2 separate regions of the Pan troglodytes genome follow, and region 2 is linked to region 1. Evidence: chromatin contacts called from public Hi-C data. All regions are on one chromosome and are shown on one strand. Each heading gives the region's core, a stretch centred on a gene start, on an enhancer-like site or on the middle of the called end of the contact. The rest is flanking DNA. Distances are from core to core; before and after follow the strand shown. Region 1 has its middle 190 kb from the start of LINC02906. Region 2 has its middle 54 kb from the start of CIBAR1.

The links. A called contact is a pair of places that touch in the nucleus more often than the background predicts.
Region 2: a contact with region 1 is called in a Hi-C map of induced pluripotent stem cells, with 2.1 times the contacts expected there. The contact joins two enhancer-like sites. A contact is called at or near these places in 3 of 7 Hi-C or Micro-C datasets (induced pluripotent stem cells and stem cell-derived neural progenitor cells).

The regions. Positions count from the first base shown.
Region 1 is chr7:103,580,140-103,586,095 of NHGRI_mPanTro3-v2.0_pri, forward strand. No RefSeq gene overlaps it. Among named protein-coding and RNA genes, the nearest start is that of LINC02906, 190 kb to the left of the region's middle. Within about 2 kb of position 3,637, at least 6 of the 24 cell types and tissues checked have an H3K27ac peak or open chromatin away from gene starts, as enhancers often do. A contact at or near this core is called in induced pluripotent stem cells, where this site is marked.
Region 2 is chr7:103,851,716-103,857,671 of NHGRI_mPanTro3-v2.0_pri, forward strand. No RefSeq gene overlaps it. Among named protein-coding and RNA genes, the nearest start is that of CIBAR1, 54 kb to the right of the region's middle. Within about 2 kb of position 2,991, at least 4 of the 24 cell types and tissues checked have an H3K27ac peak or open chromatin away from gene starts, as enhancers often do. A contact at or near this core is called in induced pluripotent stem cells, where this site is marked.

The DNA of each region.
Region 1 (5,956 bases), core at 2,387-4,886:
GTCCTTACATCCTTGCAATAACTTATACCCTCACACCTACAGTACCCATCACCAAGATGATCCTAGGTACCTTGAGACATCAACCTTCCATGTGTCCTGGCTTCAAGTCTACTTTTAAGGGTGGCCTGAAACTCATGGAGAGAAAATAGAAATTTCACCTTACTAATCCAATGTAAATTATATTCACCAAAGTAACAGATCTCAATAAAATTTATATTCTCTTTTTTTTGTCATTTGTGTGTTCACTGCTGTGATTAACAATCATTCACATTTGGAAAAGAATCAAGTAAAGCATAACTGAATCCTGATACCACTTGGGAAAGATGGTCATAGATGTGAGAATGTTAAGACGGTACGAGGGACACAAGGAAAATCATTTGTGTAGCCAGCACACCACATATTTTAGCTGCAAATTCCTGGACTAGGTTCATAAAACACTCTCAGATCATGTCATGTACATTTTTCATAAGAGTTGAAACTCAGCTTTCATCTGAGGGTACTTCCGGGGACAAAGCTCTGTGAGAAATTGCAGTCTTATAGTTGTGTCAGTCCTCAATCAGGAGGATATTTAATGACAAGAAAGACACATAAGGAGCGATGAGAAAAGTGGAGTTCTTTCCTCTTTAAATAATCTGTAATGCCTTTTTTAATGCAACTGCAATTAGCCAAAGAGGAAAGTGTGGGACTATCTCATCCCATTTTCAAAAACCACCAATAGCACATATTACATACAAATAATGCATGGTATCATTTCAAATATTTTCTCACATTCCTTAGTTTATTCCCTTTACAATCCTTTGAGGCAGTCAGAAAGTGCATTGCTTTTGCAAGTGGGAAAGCAGAGGGAGGTAAGTTGCTTGCCAAGGTTGACACAGCTAGTTAGTGACAGTGTTTGATTGGAACCCAAATTTGTTGCATCCATCCAGGACACCCAGCACCACGTCAATCTATTATGCTAGTTCCATACTGCCCATGAGCTTCCAGGCGTTCCTAGAATCCATGAAAATTATATTTTTATTGAGACCCATCTGATTAATTGTGCTCTGTGTCCAAGCCAAAGAATGCCATAGTTAATTTAGAAAAATGGAAGTTTAAATGTAAATGCATCCAACATCTTGCATGCAAGACTCCTGCCTTGAATTTCTTATAGCACCTCTCTGTCAAAGAGCTCAGGAAAGTTTGCAGCCTCTTGCTAATCCTCCCAACAGGCCTGTGAAAGGCACACTGGGCAGTTTTAATTATGGCTGGTTTACAAATAGAAAAACTGAAACACAGATGGTGAAAAATGAAGCTGAGTAAGGGATTTCCCCAGAACCACTGGCATATCAGACCCAGGCCACTCTTTGCCAGGCCTGGGCAATCTCTACTTGGCCACATTTTCTGGGTAAGAGACCTCAAATGGCAAATGAGCATTAAAGACTCCAGTGTGTTTCAAATGCAATACACACATACTTGAGAGGTGGTAAAATAACAGGTTCAGAGGATGCGGTTGTTGTGAGGAGTCAATGATGCATATGGACAGTGCTTGGCATCAGGTAGCTGGCAGGTAATGTGGGCACAAGAAATGGAACAGAGAAATTAGTCTCTGCCTTGAAAAAAATGAGGTTGCTGATCTGGATACTCAATAAATATTTATAGAACAAAGGAAGAAAAAAAAAACAAGTGAGGGAGGGAGAGCCTTTTAAAATAGAAAACTGGGTTCATGCCCTTTCCCTGTGACTTGCTGGAGTTTCATAAAATGGTTTTATCTTCTGTAACGTGGTGGCTTTAGTGGTCTAAATACCATTCACAAACATATATTCTGGCCATAACATTTCTTAACACCGCCCTCGTAAGAGTCAACTCCCACCTCCCTGTGCGGGCTTCTTTGCTTGAGTTACCAATAGTTACCCCAACCTAACCAAAACACTTAATGCAGACACATCCTTTCTATTATGGGTTGTTTCAACTTTAGTGTAAAAGAAGGACAAGCCTTTTTTAAAGTAACTAAACATAGTTGGCTGTATTGCAATAGCTTGTGAGGTGCTCGTCATAAAACCAATCCTTTTCTTTTTTAATCTTTTTCTTGATTATCTCCAAAAATAAAGCATATTTCTTCCCTATGTGCCAGCTGCAGCCAGATGTAGGTAGGGTGTACAATTAAGACTCTGAAAACTTTGCTTAGCAAATTGAAGGAAAGATGTTAGAAAAACTCATGTAACTCACTTGCTATTTGGTTTTCTTTATGGCTAAATTCAATATTTTACCCCTTAATTCCAACACAGAGCCCCCTGACACTCAGGAAGCCTTGAAATGGTTTCCTGTCTCTGGTTTATCAGATTCAGTTGCTCTGCTCTATAGAATATTATTAACTATGCCTATGTTAAAAAGTAATAAGCAAAAAAAAAAAATGCTTGATTGCCTAGAAGGAGAGATTGTTATATATGAAAAAATTGAATTGCTTTTAACCTTTCCCAGGTAATGTATACAACTATTCTTTCAATGTTTAATCCCATTATTTAATGTAAGGAAATCAATAAATAAAATTGGGCTGACAGAAGTGGCAATATAATATCCTTTAATCTGCAGCTCACAGTGCATTTAAAAATAATAATTTTGAAAAGAGCATTTGAAAACATTTTATCTTAAAAATGCATATTTTGCTTATTCTAGTGTTTGTTGATTTGAAGGCTTTGAGGTCAGCCCAGTAAATATTCAGTTTGCTTGGCACAAACTGTGCAGGAATCTAATAGAAAGCAATATTGTTGAAAATGGATATCAATTGAAAACAGAGAGCAGTGTCAACTATTCCCCACTGGGAACAGACAACAATAAAACCAGTCAAGCATTACACAGCCGAGCCTGCCAAATGTCATTAGAGTGGAGAAAAAAGGAAAGGAACATGGTAGGGAAAGAAGCACTTTGCTTTATTTTTTTCCTCCAATTTAAAAAGACACACACACACACACACACACACACACACACACACACACCCCCAAGTGAGGGATAGGGAGAGAACATTTAGAGAATAAGGACAATAAAACCTAAAATTGTCCAAACCAGTGTCACCATTCTCTTAAAGTTGGCATATTCTCTTTTCTTTTCCAACGTGATTACATTATAAAGATTTTCAAATAATTTTTGTCTTTTCAGTTGATCATTTTCCCCCAATAACTCTTTTAATCAAGTGTATTCGTAATCACAAAGTTTTCCATTTTTAAATCAGCATTGCAATATCATTTATGGCAATCATACGTCTATCATCGTTTAATTAATTGATCTCAGTTCTGGGCTTTTGAAATGTATACTTTTTCACTGTTAACCATCAAGCGTCAGTGGAGAGCCTTTCAGAGGGAACGGGCTGCAGAGAAGCCCTATCTCTGGGTGAAAAGAAATATTTACAGTAGCTCTGAAATCTGTTAAATTATGAGGATGTGGGAAAAATCATTGCCGGGCAATGGGACCATGGGGAAAAACACATCATCACTCCCAATCCCACCTGAAGGCAGAACTGGGAACCAGTGACTTAGCCCCAAAACTTCTGCCATATCTGTGGCATTTTCATTGATGATTTGTAAATTTTCAAACAAAGAAAAATTGTCTCCTACAGACAATGGTCAAGCTGCTGAACAGCCAGCCAAGAGCTCCCCCTAGTGAAGTTGCACAAGTATTAGTGTGAGTTCCTCCATACATGCACGTCTGCTCATACACACACACACACACAGATTTGACTCGTTTGTCCAAAATATTGTCCACCCCACCTTCTTTCAAAATAACATGAACAAAAATTCCCCAAACTCTCCTGAATGTTTTCTACCATTCATTGTTAAACTCCACACCCAGCAGTAAAGAGCCAGAGAGAACTCCCTTTTAGAAGGCAAAACTGTCAATCTGATCATATCATTTTGAAATCATAATAATCACATATTGGCTCCAAATCTGCATCCTCAAGTAGATGCTATCAGTGTAGAAACTCCTCAGGGGCAGCATATTACTATGTAATTAGCATAATAACTTTGTTGTGTAAACAAAATAAAAGACAGGCTTGAATGCGAGAAATATATCTTACACTGTAGTGGCGTCTACAGCTTCTACAGAAAAACCTATTGTTCTTCGCCAAGTTTTTATTTTTGTCACAGTATTACTTTGATTAAACACGTGCTGATACATGCAAGCAGCTTTCTTTGTAAGTGTACTGCCTTTGTATACATGTATACACATGACCATATATTTTACTGCAAAACAATCTACAGAACACTCATCCTACTCATATTTAACAGGACTAATTTGCTATAACACCAGCATTGCATCTCCCAAGTCAGCCCTAATTCCTTCAAATACATTTTGGCTTCCTCCAAAAAGATATTTTATCGGTTTTATGAGCCTGGATAGGGCTCTGAAGGGAGAACAGGCATTCTTTAGTGGGGAGAAGGTAGCAAGCGTAGATATCAGATGCATAGATGAAAAGGATTTAATATCTTCCTAAAAATTCTTTGAAAGCCATATGAACATTTTTAGGAAAATATAAATGACTGCCATTTTACAATTAACAGCTGCTTATGTTAAGCACCGAATACTCCCTAGCTCCTGCTAATATATTTTTTCTTAAACCATAGATCCACAAGAGAAGTGATAATAGCTCTCAGATGCTAAAGGTAAGTCTATTTTTCTGGGAGATTCTAACCCTAGAATGCAATTTGTTTAGGTTCCATATATTTACGCTCAATTCTTGAAACCAGCAGGCCATCAGAATGACACAGATTAGGTTATTGTTATGTAGGGTTGCTTTTATCATGGAGCTCATTTACATAAAAATCATATGCATATAGGAACTAAATTTAAATAAACCAGTTGGCTTAGAAATACCATTACTTACCTCCCTGGAGGATGGTGACAATTAATACTGACATCTTTGCGAAGCTTTGCTGGGACATGCTGCCATATAAATATAAATAATAACATTTCAGTTTTATTACAATATTTTTAGGATATTTTAAAAACTCATTTAATATACGCAGATCCTTGTTCTTTCCATAATTCTCAGACCTCCACAAATCCAAAAGAGAAGAGGTAGGGGACTAGGGAAGACAGCATAACTAAGCCATTCATCGGGACAAATGTGGATATGACCAGTTTTACCAATTGGCACCACTATTAGGGCAAGAACTTCACGTTCACGAAACCCACACCTATGATGAACTCTTCTACAATTCATTGTTGGACAATGGGTATATAATTCAGCCTGCAAAAACTGATTTTTTTTACCTTACAAAAGGGGGAGTTAGAATTCTCAACATCTTCTTGAATCAAAAAGAAGTACTAAATAAAGAATCGAAGTTGGACCTATTACGTTAATTAAAATTCTGAGGGCATCTCTGAAAGTGTAATTTGGCCCAATGTGTGGTTTTTTTAAAATCATGAAAATTAGCTAATGAATATTGTGCAGTCACTTCCCTAACATAAAATAACTCAACCATTCAAATGGCACAAATTCCAAAATGGTCTAACTTACAATACATCATTGTTTGCTTGTTTGTGTTAGAAGTGCTTAACCTAATAACATGGTGAAATTGTATCCCTTTAAAAATTCCAATTTTTTATGAATTAACAAGAGACTCATGGCTGAATTTTTTTATGAGTTTAGCTATTACAATCCCAAATACTAAACTCTGACAATATTTACTGCTGCTTAAATTCATTAATCAGAATTTGGTCCTGTCAGTTTTCACTAGGTTGGGAGTCAGAAGTCTCAGGCTTTTGAGCAGGCACTGACAATTCTGGACTGCTTGATCTTGACTAGGCCACTGTGTCCTTGGACTTTCAGTTTTTTCATCTGTAAATTATGGGTAATAACATCTGCCCTGCTGACCTCATGGGATCACTATGAGAATTAAATGAGATAGCACATGTGGGAAATGCTTTCAATATTAGACAGTGCTAGATAAGTGCGTGCACTATTAGTTTGAAAAATAATATC
Region 2 (5,956 bases), core at 1,741-4,240, 270 kb after region 1:
GGGCAGAGATGGCATGAACTATGGCCAAGAAGTGGAACAATCACAGAAAGAGGTACAAGGCAGGGAGGAGGTGTGGTGTAAGAGCAGCCTTACCATTGTTGGGGGAAGAGTGAGGACCATGACAGTCATGTCAGGGTCTTCAAACTATACCAGCAATGGCTGGGCTCAGTGGCTCACTCACACCTGTCATCGCACTTTGGGAGGCTGAGGCAGGCAGATCACTAGAGCCCAGAAGTTCGATACCAGTTTGAACAACGTAGCAAAACCCCATCCTTACAAAAAACACAAGAAATTAGCCAGGCATGGTGGTGCAGGCCTGTGGTCGCAGCTACGCAGGAGGCCAAGGTAGGAAGATCACTTGAGCCTGGGAAGTCAAGGCTGCAGCAAGCTATGATCATGCCACTGCACTGAGCCTGTGCAACAGAGTGAGACCCTGTCTCAAAAAAAATAAAAATAAAAATCTAAGAGAAAAGTCAGTATTTGCTCTTACCAGCAATAGGGTCTAAACTCTAAGTTCCAGAAAAGATGAGGAAAAAGATAAAAAGCAATGTTGTAGATAAACTAATTTGAATCTGACCTGTCAAATCCAGTGTGAGAAGGAGAGAATGACAATTATTTTAATGATCCCAAAGAGGAAACATTTTAGAGAAAGAATGTAGTGAAGGTTTATAGGAGGACCAAAGGAGAGGAAAGATTTCAAATGGCCACTGATTTTTGAACCTGATGGAAGAAACAGAAATAAATCTTATTAAAAATACTATTGTTTGGAAGAGAGAAAGGTTAGTTTATGTCTCCAATATTGAAATTGAAAACAGAACTTCTGAGCAAAACTATTCTATCCAATAGTGACTGGTTCTGAGAAGGGGAAGGGAGGAAGAGGAAATAACATAATACCTGCATCCTTACCCTTCCTTGTCTCATTCTTAGGTATGAGGCACTGAGTCCAGCTCCAGAAAATATTCTGAGTCCTCAGAACTTCAGCTTTTAAAGATATTTGGTTTCTTCAAGTAAATTGAGTTATGAAAGAGTTAAAGTATAAATTAACAACAATTCCAATGTCTTGAACATATAATTCAATAACTGTGTGTTATTACCAGTTAAAGCACTTTTCAAGGCATGCAACTGTATTGGTTCTACAAGTAGATTTGCTTCATGTGATTTTCCTCTAGAAAATTAATAATTTTGGCACTGTGTTTTTGATGTTCTTTCTAACCTGTGTTGTAGAAGGATATTGTTGCAACTGCTGCTTTGTGTATTCTGTCTCTTGAAGATGATTTCTCACTTACTAAGTTTGAAATCTAAATCATGGGTTTGGCTGAGGCTGTTGCCAGACAGCAATATCGCCGAGTTAGGATGAAGTTAAAAAATTTGTGTTGTCATTTTGGATTTTTAACTTTATTCAGAAAAAAAAATCCTGCATAATCTTAGAATTGCAGGCATGTGAGGTGTAGACTAATATTTTGTCTCAGATGAACAGTTTTTGCTCATTCTGAAGGATCTGCAGGGCATGCGCTACTGAAACGGCTCATTCCCAAACTAAGCAATAAATCTAGAATTGACAGCTACACAATTCCATCATAAGTCAAGGAGGCATTGTGTTCGGTGCTCAGGCCGTCAGGTAACTAGAAACTAAGAGGGGAACAGGAATAGCCTCTCCACTGTTAGGAGAGATGTCAGAGATCATTTTTAGATTATAATCTATTCAAAATCACTAGATTTGGGAATATATGGGACACTTTTAAGTGTTTTTAATGCTAATAGCAGAACTCATCAAAAATTCAGCTTAGCTCCTAAAATTTAGTTAGGTTACCCTCTTAAACAACAGCATCAAGAACTGATTGATTGGTTTTTTATTTAGACATTTTTAAGAAAAACCAATATGATTCAAGGTTTTGTGAAAAACAATGAATTTTTTTAAACCTTTTAATGGAAGTTAAACCTGCCTTATTCTAATTTATGCATTTAGGTTTGGGGCTATGAATATCATTTGGTCAAATACCACCCCCCCTAAAAAAAGAACTTATATTTTAAATACACAGATTCACATTTATGTAAATATAATACATTTATAACTTAACTAAGAAAAAATTGCTGAAGTAGATTTAATTTATACTTAAACCAACATTTAGTAAAATAAATAAAATTACATATTGGAATCATCAGTCACTAGAGTTACAAAAATCACAAGTTTATTAATGATAAATTTTCTTCACGATTTTGCTTTTCATGAAAATGCTTAAGACATTTTTCATGAAGTCATCTTTGGAATTTTTACAAAAGGTAGGCAGATATTTCTAATGGTGGTATATCATTTTATTTATCTATTGTGCAGATGTATACATCTGCTCTATAACACTCTGTTTAGCTGATTGCCACAGCATTAGAAAGAAAATGGCAAACTGTTTCCAGAAAACTGATTCTCATCTGCATCCTTTAAGACTAAAGGATGTCTTCTGGCTTAAAAAGAAAGGGAAATATACAAAGACAAAAAAATCAAATGGGTGATACAATTTGAAGTTTCTTTAAAAACTATTGTTGGAACCAGAATTGCAGAATTTTAGCTGGAAGATATTGTCAATTATACAGATTTTAAAACAACAACAACAACTCCAAAAGGCAACTCATGGGGAACGGCACGATTTAATGAAGATCTCTAAGGCAGAGAGCTAGTTTTCCCTACCACTTGCCATCAGAATCAGAAAATAACTCTTCTACAGAAATATCCAAAATGTGGAGGGACTATTTGCAAATTTTACATAAATTTGTGAAGTTACTGCCTAGAAGATGTGATTACAAACAAGTAAAAATCTAGCACATCTAACTCTCAGGTAGTTCAACATCGAATTTGTTATATGAGACATCAGAACATTTATAAATGGACAATCAGGAAGGCTTTTTTGACAGTAAACCAGCAACATCTACTGTCTGGAAATGGAAATAGCAAGGGAAGGCATTTCCTACACTGTATGCATGGGGCCCTGGGAAAAGGCGATGCGTTGTCACAGGTGCAGCTAAGACGTGAAGCAAAGTGAGCCTGGCTAGTGAGAGGTTGAGTACTCTGCAGACTGAAGAGAAGGAAGAGAAGAAAAACAGGAAGAGGGGGAGTTACTTAGCACAAGCACTGAACCTGCAAAGATACCAAGTAAGGAGGGAGGAAGGCAGGGTGCTAGGGACAGTGTCACCAGCAAGAACTATTTTTTTCTCTGAGCACTTACCTCTTTTCAGAGAAAATCTCCCTCCTGTGCCATCTACTTTATATCTTTCTGTTCTCTCCTTTCCCACTCTCCTCCCTAACTGCATCTCCTGCAAATCTTTTTGAACTGAAAACTACTGATGATCTGAGGTTTTTTAAATTGCTTCATAAATCAAGGAATTTCTAGCTTTAGGATAATACAGTGAACATTTACAGCTAGGCCTACCCTTGCAGGCCATCTACTCTGTATTTAACAGATGAAGAAACAAGCTAAGAAAATTTGGGTGATGTTGGGGTCACCCCACTGGTGAGAGACAAAACCCAATCTGGATACCAGATTTCCTCACGGATTGGGCCCAGTAAGAATAAATTTCCCTGTAAGGTGGCCATACCTACAAAAGAGTCCTCAAAAGTTTCCACACCCCTACTCTGTTTCTATTTCTTTTGCATATGCTTGGAATTTCAGAAGCTCAATAGAATTATACATTTTCCTCGTACACACTTTCCTCATTTTCTTTGAACTATTTTGAGGAAAATCAGAATTTAATATGAACACATAGCTTAGAAAGAAAACAAAATGGGCAGTTATCATTAAGTCAATGTATCTAATACGATATATTTCTGAAAAGAAGAAATCTAAATTTTAAGTTTTTATGGTCTTTTTTTAACACACACAACAAAAGGAAACACCTAGCTTTTTATCTTTAATTCCTTCTATCTTTATGCAATTTTCTGCCATAACACTGTCACTCATTGTGGAATGAAATTCCCTAGACAATCAGGAAATAGACTTTTTTTTTTTTAAAGCAAGTAGCTTAAGATGGGCTGGGTGCTTGGCTTTATGGTAAAGTTTCTAAATGATAATTTTAATTAATCAGTGTTCTAAAGATGATGTATCTCCTAATATGCACTTTATCTGCAAGTATAAAGCTCTAAACAAACCTTTCCTTTTTAACACCCTTTTACTGTAAATTAGTACAACCATTGTGGAAGACAGTGTGGCGATTCCTCAAGGATCTAGAACCAGAATACCATTTGACCCAGCAATCCCATTACTGGATATATACCCAAAGGATTATAAATCATGCTACTATAAAGACACATGCACACGTATGTTTATTGCGGCACTATTCACAATAGCGAAGACTTGGAACCAACCCGAATGCCCATCAATGATAGACTGGATTAAGAAAATGTGGCACATATACACCATGAAATACTATGCAGCCATAAAAAAAGGATGAGTTCATGTCCTTTGCAGGGACATAGATGAAGCTGGAAACCATCTCAGCAAACTAACACAGGAACAGAAAACCAAACACCGCATGTTCTCACTCATGAGTGGGTGTTGAACAATGAGAACGCATGGACACAGAGCGGGGAACATCATACACTGGGGCCTGTCAGCGGGTGGGGGGCTAGGGAAGGGATAGCATTAGGAGAAATGTAGATGACAAGTTGATGGATGCAGCAAACCACCATGGCACGTGTATACCTATGTAACAAACCTGCACATTCTGCACATGTGAAAAAAGAAAGGAAGACTTTGTTCCCCTTTTTTTCCAGAAACACCCTGGAGAGGAAATTTTTAATGTCAAAATGTAAAGCTATCCAGTTGTTTTCATTGTGGTCCTTCTATAAACAAGAGATAACAAGGCCAGGGTATTATTCGAATCCATTCTAGGTTTAGAAGCTAACAGTGTTGAATTTTACCAGACCCCTGTCCTCCCAGAAGACATCAAAGGTTAAATGATTAATGCCTCCACCTTTTTGTGTTCCATAAAATTGTTTCCTGCAAAGAACCACCCTTTCTACAGGGCATAGGTAAGACTTATGGACACCTCTTTTTCACCCATGACAAGATCAGACACAGACCCTCCAAAGTGTCTTTTTTTGGCTTATAAATGATTAGCTTACAATAAATGAACTTCTTGTCCCTATTGATCTATAGAAACAAAATGATTGTTGGCCAAACTAATCCTTCCTCCAGGTCCCTGAACTTTAGCCCACCCTCTGCCTAAGCCAGGGTCTCACCCCTATTTATGGCTATTTACTGGAAAATAGGCTGGATCAGGATAAAACGCTCCCTGTTCCATGGTCCTATACACTGCTTTCATTCCGTTTCCTCACACCAGCTCTTTCTTGCCTCATTCACTCCTCTTATTAAAAGCACCCTTTCTAGGACTGGGCATGGTGGCTCATGCCTGTAATCCCAGCACTTTGGGAGGCTGAGGCAGACAGATCACCTGAGGTCAGGAGTTCGAGACCAGCCTGGCCAACGTGGTGAAACCTCGTCTCTAAAAATACAAAAAATTAGCCAGGCATGGTGCCAGGTGCCTGTAATCCCAGCTACTTGGGAGGCTGAGATGGAAGAATCTATTGAATCTATTGAGGCAGAGATTGCAGTGAGCAGCAAAAACATCCTTTTAACCTAATTCTTGAAATACCAGAAGATTTTATGGTCTCAGCATTCTCCTTATTGCAACAGTTCCCCTCTCCCTACTGCAATAATCTCTTCCCCTCCTTGCAATAATCCTTTTGAATAAACTGTCTCCTTAGTAAGCCCGGATTTGTTTTTTATTTGACAAAACCAAGAATTCTAATTTAAGCTGAGATTAATCGACTAAATAAATGAGAGTTTAATAAGATAAAGCCTTCTTGCTCTAGAAGCAAAACTCTACAATGTTCCTATGAGTATTCCTATTTCTCTTATTTTTTTCTTTACTCCAAAATAAAATTGCAAAACTTTTCAAGGGCAAGGCT